4 separate regions of the Mus musculus genome follow, and all the other regions are linked to region 3. The links are chromatin contacts, called in public HiChIP or PLAC-seq and promoter capture Hi-C maps. All regions are on one chromosome and are shown on one strand. Each heading gives the region's core, a stretch centred on a gene start, on an enhancer-like site or on the middle of the called end of the contact. The rest is flanking DNA. Distances are from core to core; before and after follow the strand shown. Region 1 holds the start of Mrpl10 (mitochondrial ribosomal protein L10). Region 2 holds the start of Pnpo (pyridoxine 5'-phosphate oxidase). Region 3 holds the start of Hoxb4 (homeobox B4). Region 4 overlaps Gm38961 (a long non-coding RNA gene).

Region 1 (2,904 bases), core at 81-2,580, 720 kb after region 3:
AAAGAAAGAAAAGAAAGAAAAGAAAAAAAGAACATGGTATGAGGAATTGCACACTTGCAGAATGTAGCTGTAAATAAGGTTGGTTAATGCTATTTGGATTTTACTCTGGCTGTAGTAGGTTGTTGAGGAAGTTTCTACCAGGGAGTAATTAGATTTATCATTTATAACAATCAATGGTGTAACAGCAGTATGGGAAGGCCAGACTGGGAACTGGGCGGAGAATTTTGAAGTTTGCTAAGAGGTGAGGTAGTGACCTCCAAGGCAGCTGAGGATGTATGAAAAAAATCGTCTTCAAGAAGTAAAAACCGCTGGGTGGTGGTGGCGCACGCCTTTAATCCCAGCACTTGTGAGGCATTGGCAGGTGGATTACTGATTTCCAGGACAGCCTGGTCTACAGAGTGAGTTCCAGGACAGCCAGGGCTACACAGAGAAACCCTGTCCCGAAAAAAACAAAACAAAACAAAACAAAAAAAAAAGTAAAAAAACCAACCGGAAAGTAATACTGATTAGTAAGTGGAGTAAGTAAGGAGAGAAAGTTTCAAAGTCAGTACAGCTCAGCAACCTGGACGTCACTGTTCCCGCCTTCTATCACCCCTTTCTCTCCTGTCCACTCACATCTTTTCTGACAGGTCTTCATCTCCAGGGAAGGTCAGGTTCCGCTTGGTGATAAGGGCTTCAGTAATGTGGACACCTTCCTCGGTTCTCTGGGCAGCTTTCTTAGCTGGGGAAAGATGAGCCTTTTGTCGCCTTGGGTTCATTTTTTTTTTTTTTTTTTTTTTTTTTTGGAAACCCGACCGACCTCACTGTTGCCCAACTGTTCTGTCAACTCACCTTCCTGCTCGTCTCCTGGCATGATCTAAAATAAACAGCGGCTGCTTGAGGCAGGTAGATGGACGAAGGCGAGCAGAGAAGCTTAGACGGTTGGGCTGGTTGAACCCAGGTTGGAGGGAAGACTGAGGAGACAAGGGCAGGGGGTTCTGAGAATTATTGGGGGTGCGGTGGAAAATAGGAGTAAATGGGAACGAAGGATCTGGAGTTAGAGGTGTGTAGCGTGGCTTTACTGGCCTTAAACTGAAAGGACCAGAAGGAATAGAAAGAACCGTTCCTTGAGGTCTCGCGTCGTTGCTAGGAGACTGGACGCCAGGTCTGACGGAACGGGGGGAGGGGGGGAAGAGGAGAAAGAGGCCCAGCTCCACGCATGCGCATAGCGGCCCTATCAGGCGCCACGCCCACTATTTCCGGGCCCGGGTTTTTGTTTTTTTTTTTTTTTTTTTTTTTTTTTTACTGCTGCCCCACAATCCTTAGCTACTTCCGTCTCCGCGCAGCGCGCATGGGAACTTCCTGTAGCGATGGCTGCGGCGGTGGCCGGGATCCTCCGTGGAGGTCTCCCGCCCCGGGCGGGTAAGGAGTGGCCCAGGGCCTCCCTGCACGCAGGATGGCGCTCTCTAGCCCTCGCCACCCTCCTTTCCTTCTGACCTTTCCCGTAATCTCTGACCGTCGACAGCTCTAGGAGACCCTGCCACTAGCCGGATCTCTGATTTGACTGGGTCATTACCTGCCGGTGACATCCCTTCCACAGCCCCTCCCCCCAAGCCGGGAATCACAGGACCTCGCTTTGGATTTTTCTAACCCTTCGCTCAGTTCTTACTCCTGGTCCCGGAGAGTCCTTTCCAGAAAATTTATGTATTCCTTCTTAAGGTCTTAGCCCAAACACAGATTCAAGTCTTCTCTCAACTACCCTCTCTCCATAAAGAGCAGGTTCTTTGGTGAAATTTACTTTTATCAATTCAGTCTAGTTTTGTTTATGCACGTGTCTCGTCTGATCTGTTAAACTTCACTGTGTCCATCTCAGCTGTGGTGTCTGCTGTTAATAGGCATCAGGCATTTAATGGGTAAATTTGACACCATACTGTAGGATTGTACTCATTGCTTCAAAGCAAAGGCACCTTGGGAGGAAGGCATTATTTTTATTTTTTAAAGAAGTATTTACTTTCTGTAAGTGAGTACACTGTTGCTGTCTTCAGACACATCAGAAGAGGGCATCAAATCTCATTACAGATGGTTGTGAGCCACCATGCGGTTGCTGGGAATTGAACTCGGGACCTCTGGAAGAGCAGTCAGTGCTCTTAACCGCTGAGCCATCTCTCCAGCCCCATCTCATCCCAAAGGCACTCGTAACAGCTCTTGTGGCCCTTAACCATAAAACCTCTCACCCTGGCAATCCTCTATATTACCTGGAGTCTTCTAGCTGATCTTTTCCCTACAAAACGACGCTATTGGTCTTTATGTTAGGGTTGAAAGAGTCACGTTGGCTCAGAGCTTTGAAGAATGTCCTTGGGTGCAGAGGGGACCTTCCAAGCTTTTCCTATTATCATCATTTTGTGCTATTGGGCACAAAAAGGTCAGAAGGCAGCTTGCGTGCCTCTTTTTCTTTTCTCCATCATAGGGGGATTCCAAGGGTTGTGTTTAGGTTGTCAGAGTTGGTGGGAAGTGCATTTATTGCACTGGATTAGTCGTCTCGCAGGCCTTAGTTTTGCAGTTTGAGTCAGGGTCTCATTAGTGAGGCTGATCTTGAACTCGGATTTCAGGTATTCACCATCTGACCTGAAGAAAGACTCCTTTGGGCGAATTGTGAGGTTGTTGTGTTTTTACCCCCTACTTGCTTCAAGTCATAGGAGCCTCAGAGCCGTGGGATGAAGCCATCATTAGCACGGGAAGAGTTTATTAAAATACAACTTTTTGGACCCCACCACCGAGTTTCAAATTTTATAGGTTTAGGGCAGGCAGGAAAGTATGTGCACTCCCACACAAAGCAGATGTTGGTGTCTTGATGGAGGTCTTTGTGCTTCAAGAACTGCTGCTTTGAGTGAGGACTGGCATGGTTGGTCATGGTGGTGTTCTTTC
Region 2 (2,993 bases), core at 409-2,908, 630 kb after region 3:
CTAATCTCCATCTGGACCCACCCACACAGAGGCCCCAGGCTGTGTGTACCTGGTGCAGGTAGCCACACACATAGCATTGGCTTCTCCTATGTCCGGACACTGAACAGCCTCGTCAAACCAGGAAGCAAACTGCTTCATGGGATCCAGAGAGGTCAGATGAGTCTCCTCGAATGCCTAGAAAGAGAGGTTGATGTCAGCGAATGAACAATGTTTACTCTGTGCCTGGCAATGGGCTGAGATGTTTTTCAAATGTAAATGCATTTAGCCATCATAATGATGACCATGAGAGAAAGAAAAAAACACCAACCAAACAAAACACTACTCAGGAAGTAGGTTCTATGTCCATTTACAGATGGTGAAACAGGCATAAAACGGCCCAGTAAGTCCCTGAGTCTCCTAAGGAGGAAGGGATGAACCAGGGCTGGAGTGTGCTGAAGTTCCTGTGGGTCACCTCATTCTTTTTCATGAAGTAGTTCTAAGGTTTCACAAGAGCCTACATCTCAGTCAAGCACTCCTGCAGATGTTCACGGATAAGCACACTTGGCCACTGTAGCTCTGGATCCCAATCCCAGAACTGATCTCTTGGTCCCTGACCTGAGTGGGGAGAAGATCATGATGAGGGAGGTTAAAACGAAGAGCTTCCAGGTTAGCCTTGAACTCACTGTGTAGCCGGACCCTGAACTCTGGATCCACTGTGCCTAGTTCATTTGGTGCCAAAGGTGGAACCCAGAACCCTCATACACACCAGGCAAGACTCCACAACACTCAGCTACAAGCCCAGCTTCCGCTCCTTTATAAATTTATATCACGTTTATGACTGTTTTAAGCATTTTACAAATGCCTAAATATAGACTGGTAAAGACATCTACCACGAAACCTGACAACCTGAGTTCATTCCTGGTGACCTACGACATGGTGGGAAAAAAAAAAAAACAAAAACAAAAACCAAAAAACTCCTGAAAGTTGTCGCCTGTCATACATGTATAAACACATGTACACTCTAAATGTATAAAAATGTAAAAAATGAGAAAACCCCCAAACCCACAGCATCCTTGTGAAGTAGGTATCACCACTTTACAGGTGGATAAACTGAGGCCCAAAGAGCATAAATTGTCCACAGCGAGACAGTCAGAAAAGGGCTGGGTTCCAACACAGGTGGGTTCTGATGTCAAGGGGTCTATGAGTACACGTTAATCCACGGTTCCCCTGAGGCCCTCCCCAGTAGCTGTCTCTGAAACCCTCTTCTCCCATCAGGGTGACCCCTAAATCCCGTTGCCTTGTAAGTGGCCCCTGAAAGCACAAGGCGCTCCTCCAACCCTTTGCTAATTTAGGGACACCCCCTTTCCGTGTCCCGGCGGCAGCGGCAGCACCTCTCGATCCCCGCGGTAACTCTTGCGCATTGGTCCCAGGTCCATGACTGCACCCCGACAGCACAGGTGACGGAGGTAGCCCGTCCACTTCGCAGGTCTCCTGAACGTCACAGTGACGCTCAGCAGCCCGCACGTCATGTAAGCAGTCGGCCACGTGACCCAGCGTCGCCTGGCCCTGGGTTCGGAACCAATTGCTCAGCCTGTGTGTCTAGCCTGGGAAGGAAGAATTTACTAGAGCCCCAGACAAGCTAGTAAGTCCTAAGTTCTCGGAACCAAGGTGCCTAGGATCAACCAATAGCTGTCCAGGACCAGAGCAGGGATCCATACCTGGAGAGCTTATTGGTTTGAGTTACCTGGAGCGAGACCAATTAGAGCGGGAATGAAGGAACCCAGCAGCCAATGGGCAGCGCCTCCAGGGGCGGGAGCAGAGAGACAAGGAAATGCTGTCACCGCCGTTTAAGAAGCACGTGGAGGTTTGTTAAAGGTATAGGGACAGCAGCCAAGGCGAGGGCGGGGCGAAGTCTCGGGGCTGGAGAGGAGAGGTCCGCAGTAAGTGGCCGGCCAGTGGCGGGCTACTGAAGAAGAACGTAGGGCAGGGATCCCCTCCTGGCGCAGCGGAGGTTGGAAGACTGGGCAAGAAAACATGGTTTGGGGGCCGGACTCGGAAGCAAAGGTGTTAGGGACACAGGGAGAGACTGAGGGAGAAGATTGTGGCTTGAGAGTAAGGAGAGACTGAAACTGCCTTGTAAACCGCAGGGCAGGTGCTGAGGGTCGTGGTGGTGGGCTGATACTCTGGGGACTGGGGAAGCACTCTGGGGTCAGGAAGGAGACTCTGAGGCGAGAAGGGAGTCAGCTGAATAGAAAGAAGACAGAAATTGGAATCAGGCTACCCCAGAGCAGAATGGTCTTCCCTTCTAACTTGTAACCCTTTCCTAAGGGTTGGGCTGGGCTCAGGGCATCCTATACCCAATGCAGTGGAGTTACTACTAGCCACTGCTCTAACAGATGGAAGGGCTGTCCCTTTCCTAAACCTCTTTCAACTTGGTTATTTCCTCCTTTTCATATTTCTTCTTGTTGTTGTTGCTGTTTTTATTTCTTTGTTGTTCCTTTCTAGGTAGTGGGAGGCATAGTTTTTGGCAATAGCCAGCCAAGGATACAGGGAACAGGTGCGGCGCCTGCACGCTGACTTCACGTGGTGGATGTCTGGCTGAGAGAGAAGTAGGAAATCCTCACAACGCTTCTTCCAGCTTTGATCTGCCTGGGGCAGCCCGTGGTGGAAGATGACTCTGTAGCCCTGGTGTCTACCAGTATCCGGAGTGGGAGCCCCAAGAGCCATGTAGACAGGCACCCAGCACTGTGCCAGGTAAGAGACCTTCTTGGCCTGCCTTGGTGTCTGCAGTGGGAACTCATTATCCTCTGTCTACAGCTTGAGCCAGCGCAATCTGCTGCACAGAAGCAAGAGGAAGGAAGCTTGCTGAGAAAAGTGGTGCATGCCTGCCGGTTGTCTCAGCACTTAGACTAAGGCCAGCCTTGGCTACATAGTAAACGTGAGGCTAGCCTAGAATTTTTGGTGCATTGTCGTTTTCTCCCATGAGCAGGATGGGGAGAGTCGTCTGGCTCTTG
Region 3 (2,700 bases), core at 67-2,566:
CTTTGCACAACAGCTGCCTTTTTAAAAAATCTTATTTTATTTTTTGAATAGAAAGTTGAAACCCCTTGTAATCCCAAGAACGGACCCACAGTGACTTTTCTGCTCCCAGATCTCAAAATTAAAACAAAACGAAATAAAAATGAAAACATTCAGATCACACCCAAAAGAAGAACGCACGGAAAGTAAGAGAACTGGAAATTTCCTGGGCCAAGAAGACCTGTCTGTCTTCTGTATATACCCTGTAGATCCGAATTTGTGTAAGGAATTTTGTGGTCACAAATTCGTATCTAGGGGAATATGTAGTTGACATAAACACTCCGCTCATATTCTTTCCCAGAAGAAAAATAGATTATTTTCTAAATGAGGACAATCCAGTGACTGCCTTCAAGAAGACTCCTTTTCTTTTCCTCCCTCAACCAATGAGGGAGAAATCTCATCTACCTGAGGTGTCCCCATGCACACCCCTGGAAGCTTGGGTCCTTGTTCACTCAAGAGATTAATGTTACTGGTGTTTTAAAATTTATCTTTAAGCCCCAACCTACCTATTCTTATTCTGGGTCCAGGGGGCTTTATTGGAAATCATGAGGAGGAAAAAAAGATTGCTGAAGGCTGCAGTGTGCAAAGGCAAAGGAAATTTGCTTTTTAAAAGGATGCGAAGATTGCTGTTTCGTTGAATTCAAGACAAGATGCCCTGAAAACATAAGGTTGCCATGGGTGTTCTTGTGCGTGTGATGTTGGTGGGGGCGTCACAGCTAGGGCTCCTTTACTTAGTATTCAAGGTTGTGAAATTTCTTTCTGCCACACTGACAGAGGCGGCGGCTTTAGCGGCAATTAGAACTCTTGGTTAGCATTGCTTCGACGAATCTGGAATTAGCAAATTACTATTCAATTGGTTTTAGGAACTTGCGGGTTTGGTTTGGTTTCATTGTATCTTCTGTCTTTAGTGGAGGGAGTCCAGCCGTTCCTCTGACCTTGGGCCTTGTGGGTTAAAGGGAGGGAGTGTTGAGGAGGACAGACTGACGGACACAGCCGATGCTCATAGTGCAGCTAAATGCGATTTGGAAGGCGAAGTCTCCCCGAATTAGTGCGTGAATTTCCTATCGATCTGCTCGCGGTTCCATTCATCTCTGACAAGTCCCTCTGCGCACCCGCCTTCTAGCTCCCGACGCCTCCTCACTCACCTCCTACCCCTCCCCATCTGGCTGCACTGAGAAGCCCCAAGCTCAGCGCCCCTATGACCTAGTGGGTACCCATTTCAAGAAGGCGCTCCCTGGTCGGCCAACCACTTAAAACCCCACACAGACACCTAGTGCGTGAGCTCCCTCTTATCCTGGGGAGGAGATGGGGCCCTATGGGAGTCAGAGAAAGGTTGGTGGAGATTAGGTAGGGCAGGGGTGGGGGCTACACCCGCAGCCCCAACTTCTGAGGGATGCAGGGTTTGTGCTCTGCCCAGCCCCCTCACCCCCAAACAGGCCCTCCAATTAACCTGCTCACTCTTTCTTAGTTCATCACCCCTCTCTGTTGTGGAGAAAGCCAGGCGAGGAGGGGGTCTCCCCGCGGGAGCCCTATGTAAATCCTGGTGTTGGGTGGGTGGGGAGGGGTAGAGAAGGGGAAATAAACCTCTTTGGCTGGAGTAGGGTCCGGGTGAGCAGATTTCCTTATCCGGGAATCGCAGGCCGGGTGGCCATTGGCTCGGAGGATCACGTGGGCCTCTAACTTTGTTCACTTGACAGTAAGTAGGAGGGCTTTCGGAAACAGGAAAACGAGTCAGGGGTCGGAATAAATTTTAGTATATTTTGTGGGCAATTCCCAGAAATTAATGGCTATGAGTTCCTTTTTGATCAACTCAAACTATGTCGACCCCAAGTTCCCTCCGTGCGAGGAGTATTCACAGAGCGATTACCTACCCAGCGACCACTCGCCCGGGTACTACGCCGGCGGCCAGAGGCGAGAGAGCGGCTTCCAGCCGGAGGCGGCCTTTGGGCGCCGGGCGCCGTGCACTGTGCAGCGCTACGCGGCCTGCCGAGACCCCGGGCCCCCGCCACCTCCGCCGCCCCCGCCGCCCCCGCCACCGCCCGGGCTGTCCCCTCGGGCTCCAGTGCAGCCAACAGCCGGGGCCCTCCTCCCGGAGCCCGGGCAGCGCAGCGAGGCGGTCAGCAGCAGCCCCCCGCCGCCTCCCTGCGCCCAGAACCCCCTGCATCCCAGCCCGTCCCACTCCGCGTGCAAAGAGCCCGTCGTCTACCCCTGGATGCGCAAAGTTCACGTGAGCACGGGTGAGTGCGTGGGCACCCCTTCCCCTCCCACCCCCGGCGCTTTACAGTGAAGGGACCTCCGAGGCATGTGGGGGAGGGAGCGAGGGGAAGCCAATTGTCCCCGCTATAAACTCGCCATTGCCAGAGATTTACGGTCTCCTGTTTTCAGAGCCACATAATTACATCGCCCATAAATTTTTATGGCCTAGTGGGCCCTGCGCCTTTGAAGTCATCCTCTTCTTCATTCTCCCAGCGACTTTTTCGCCAGGGATTCGCAGTCCCAGTAAAGTTGGAAGTTGGGGAGGGGTGTGGGAGGAGGGGAGGAGAAGGAAGAGGAGGAGGTAATCCCTATTTAAGCACAGAGTTGAATCAACTTCCTGGATTTCTTTTTTTTTTTTTTTTCCCCTTTCTTCCAATCTGGTACCTTGGCTGGAGAAGTAGGCAAAAG
Region 4 (2,810 bases), core at 209-2,708, 580 kb after region 3:
CTTTTTTAAAAATTAGCATCATATACAGTGGTCATCTCGGGGCTGAGTTTAGAGAGTCAGCTGCTTTTGCAGAAGGACCTGGGTTCAGTTCCCAGCAACCATGTCAGGTGGCTCAAAACTGCCTGTAACTCCAGTTCCAGGAGATCCAGTGCCCTCTTCTGGGCTCCATGGGCACCCAAACACATGGCATACACACAGACACACAAACAAACAGACACTCAGACACACACACACATCCACACAGACACACAGACACACAGACACACACACACACACACACAGACACACACACCTAGATAAAAAAATAAAAGAAAATAACACATCTTTATTGAAAAATCTTTTTGAAAAATCCATAAAAGTTGGACAGGGTGGTTCATGTACACAATCCAAGCGTTTTGAAGCATGAGGAGCTCTAGTTCTGTGCTGTTTATAGAGACTTTGTAGAGAAATCAAACAGAGGCTATGGGAAAAATTATATATATGAATGATATACACACACACACATATGTGTGTGTGTATGTGTGTGTATGTGTATGTGTGTGTATGTGTGTGCATGTGTATGTGTTTATGTGTATGTGTGTGTGAATATGTGTGTGTGTATGTGTGTGTGTGTATGTATGGTGTAGCATGTGTGTGTGTGTGTGTGGTATGTGTATGTATGTGGTGTTTGTGTGTGGTATGTACATATGTATGTGGTGTATATGTGTGTGTCTGGTACTTTATATAATATAAAGTATCCAGCATGGAGTCTAGTACATTATAAGAGATTAAAAATGATCAAGGGGGCCAGGCGGTGGTGGTGGCGCATGCCTTTAATCCCAGCACTTGGGAGGCAGAGGCAGGCAGATTTCTGAGTTCGAGACCTGCCTGGTCTACAGAGTGAGTTCTAGGACAGCCAGGGCTACACAGAGAAACCCTGTCTCGAAAAAAACCAAAAACCAAAAATAAACAAAAAGAATTTTTTTAAAAAAAAGGGTTGGGGGTTTAGCTCTGTGGTAGAGCACTTGCCTAGGAAGCACAAAGCCCTGGGTTCGGTCCTCAGCTCTGAAAATAAATAAATAAATAAAAAATGACCAAGGGAAAGGGAAGTTTTAAAATGTTCTATTTTGAGCGCTGGAAAGATGACTCAGTGGTTAAGATCATTTCCTGTTCTTCCAGGGAACAGAGATTTTGTTCCCAGTACCTTTCTGAGTGGCTTTACAACTACCTAGGTAACTCAAGCTCCAGGGGGGATCTGACACTGTGTTCTGGTCCTCAAGGGTACCCACATACATATGGTATGGCACGCGCACACACACACAAACACACATACATGCACACATGCAATTAAAAGGAGAAACACAAAGGCTTGATTCTTGTAAAAAAATTCTATTTTGGGCCAGCCTGGTAAGACAGACTAGCATAGGAGGTCATCTGCCATTCTAAGCCTGCTATCCTGGGTTCAGCCCTAGGAACCCATATGGTGGAAGGAAAGAACCAACTCTCACCAGTTGCCCTCTGACCCTCTCATGCTCTTCGTCTCACACACACACACACACACACACACACACACACACACACACACATGGAATGCTCAAAGAAGATCTTTAGCATTTTTCTGTTTCACAGACGAAAGTGAAGTTTAGGAAAACAAGACCAGCTAGATCCTAGAGCTTAAGATGTGGAAGAGGAGTCTTCCAGGAGCTCCATCCCTGAGCTCCATTCAGGCTGCTTCTCACCACCAGACCGCATAGGAGAGGCCCTTTCTCTCTTGCTCCTTGACTCAGCCCTGCCTCCCATATTCTTTGTGCTCCCAGCTGGGGACATGGGTACCCGTCCTGGGCTCTGGGTCCTGTCTGCAGAGGAGAGCCCGGTTCTTTTCTTCTTCAGGGCATCACAGAAGGCAGTAAAGGGAGCAGGGACTAAGATTCAGGGCCCATAATTCAGTGGTGATCAGCTTTGGAGGAGGCACTGGGACAAGGATATTAATAACTGTGCACTGGGAACAAACACGTGGTGCTCACATAAAACATGGGCTGGTTGTGTTGTTGGTTATTGTCGTCTTCTTTCTTCGGGAGCGAACAGGGCCACAGGGCATTAAATTATCTCTTGAGATGATGCCAGTAGTAAGTCGGGCAGATTAGAAGCACCGTTTGGCACTGCCCACCAGCTCACCTCTGACCTTTCCAACCCATCTTTGGCCTGGTCCTGTTTTGTATTGCGCCAGTTCCTCCCTTCTGGGCTAGCTGTGTTCATCATTAAGAGCCTCCGTCTACATGGACAAAATGGGCGATTTCCCATCACCCAAACAAGAGTTACTGTGTGTTATTTCTTACCCCAAATCAGAATACGCGTCCAGCGTGGGAGGGAGAAGGATTCTTAGGGACAAAGGTTTGGAATATTTGGAATGAGCACAGTTCTGGAAATGAGATCCACAGAGATGTGATGAGAAATCAATACAACTACTGACCCTTGTGTGGCAGGGCCAGTGGTCAGGTTCTTTTCTGAGTGTTTTCCCAGGCGGGAGTTGTGGAGCCTCTCACCTTAGGCAGTAGCTACTCTGATTCTTAGTTGCTTCTAACCTGAGGAGAGCCACACTCACAGCCAGAAGTGAAGAGCCCAAGGTGTGGTTCATCCAGGCTGGCCAGCCGTGCTGGTCTATGTTTCCACCCACTGGATGACCTGGAATACGTTTCTCTAGGGAAGGAACCTTATTTGTAATTATCGAGAGTGTCCTGGCTTGATTGACAATATGAAGCATCAGAGCTCCTTCCTGCGCTCAGAGGAAATGGCTCTGGAGGTAACAGTATAGCTCTGCCCCACGCACCCGG

Evidence for each region. Promoter capture Hi-C pulls out the DNA fragments that hold promoters and counts their contacts. HiChIP or PLAC-seq counts read pairs in DNA pulled down with a chosen protein or histone mark.
Region 1: a contact with region 3 is called in a promoter capture Hi-C map of embryonic stem cells, with 3 times the contacts expected there. The contact joins the promoter of Mrpl10 here to the promoter of Hoxb4 in region 3. A contact is called at or near these places in 5 of 39 promoter capture datasets (HPC-7-derived erythroid cells, the SN4741 cell line, embryonic stem cells and 1 more) and 2 of 115 datasets of contacts at active chromatin or transcription factors (embryonic stem cells and memory CD8 T cells).
Region 2: an H3K4me3 HiChIP or PLAC-seq map of bone marrow-derived macrophages shows a contact between it and region 3, with 3 times the contacts expected there. The contact joins the promoter of Pnpo here to the promoter of Hoxb4 in region 3. A contact is called at or near these places in 3 of 39 promoter capture datasets (the 3T3-L1 cell line, the C10 cell line and embryonic stem cells) and 2 of 115 datasets of contacts at active chromatin or transcription factors (both in bone marrow-derived macrophages).
Region 4: an H3K4me3 HiChIP or PLAC-seq map of bone marrow-derived macrophages shows a contact between it and region 3, with 2.5 times the contacts expected there. The contact joins the enhancer-like site here to the promoter of Hoxb4 in region 3. A contact is called at or near these places in 8 of 115 datasets of contacts at active chromatin or transcription factors (bone marrow-derived macrophages, craniofacial prominence, differentiating embryonic stem cells and 5 more) and 2 of 9 other capture datasets (adipose tissue and liver).

What each region holds. Positions count from the first base shown.
Region 1 is chr11:97,040,252-97,043,155 of GRCm38.p6, forward strand. It overlaps Mrpl10 (mitochondrial ribosomal protein L10), which reads left to right and starts at 1,331. Exons shown (of 5, transcript NM_026154.3): 1 at 1,331-1,401. The coding sequence starts at 1,350. It overlaps Lrrc46 (leucine rich repeat containing 46), which reads right to left and starts at 1,118. Exons shown (of 8, transcript NM_027026.2): 1 at 832-1,118; 2 at 616-721. The coding sequence starts at 853.
Region 2 is chr11:96,942,361-96,945,353 of GRCm38.p6, forward strand. Pnpo (pyridoxine 5'-phosphate oxidase) reads right to left here and starts at 1,659. Exons shown (of 7, transcript NM_134021.2): 1 at 1,371-1,659; 2 at 50-174. The coding sequence starts at 1,508. It overlaps D030028A08Rik (RIKEN cDNA D030028A08 gene), which reads left to right and starts at 1,786. Exons shown (of 6, transcript NR_003293.3): 1 at 1,786-1,854; 2 at 2,485-2,733.
Region 3 is chr11:96,316,951-96,319,650 of GRCm38.p6, forward strand. Hoxb4 (homeobox B4) reads left to right here and starts at 1,317. Exons shown (of 2, transcript NM_010459.7): 1 at 1,317-2,273. The coding sequence starts at 1,820. It overlaps Mir10a (microRNA 10a), which reads left to right and starts at 215; the gene lies at 215-324. It also overlaps a transcript of Hoxb3 not described here.
Region 4 is chr11:96,894,948-96,897,757 of GRCm38.p6, forward strand. The region is part of intron 2 of Gm38961 (a long non-coding RNA gene); the gene reads right to left. Among named protein-coding and RNA genes, the nearest start is that of Gm38961, 6.2 kb to the right of the region's middle. Within about 2 kb of position 1,459, at least 21 of the 459 cell types and tissues checked have an H3K27ac peak or open chromatin away from gene starts, as enhancers often do. A contact at or near this core is called in adipose tissue and bone marrow-derived macrophages, where this site is marked.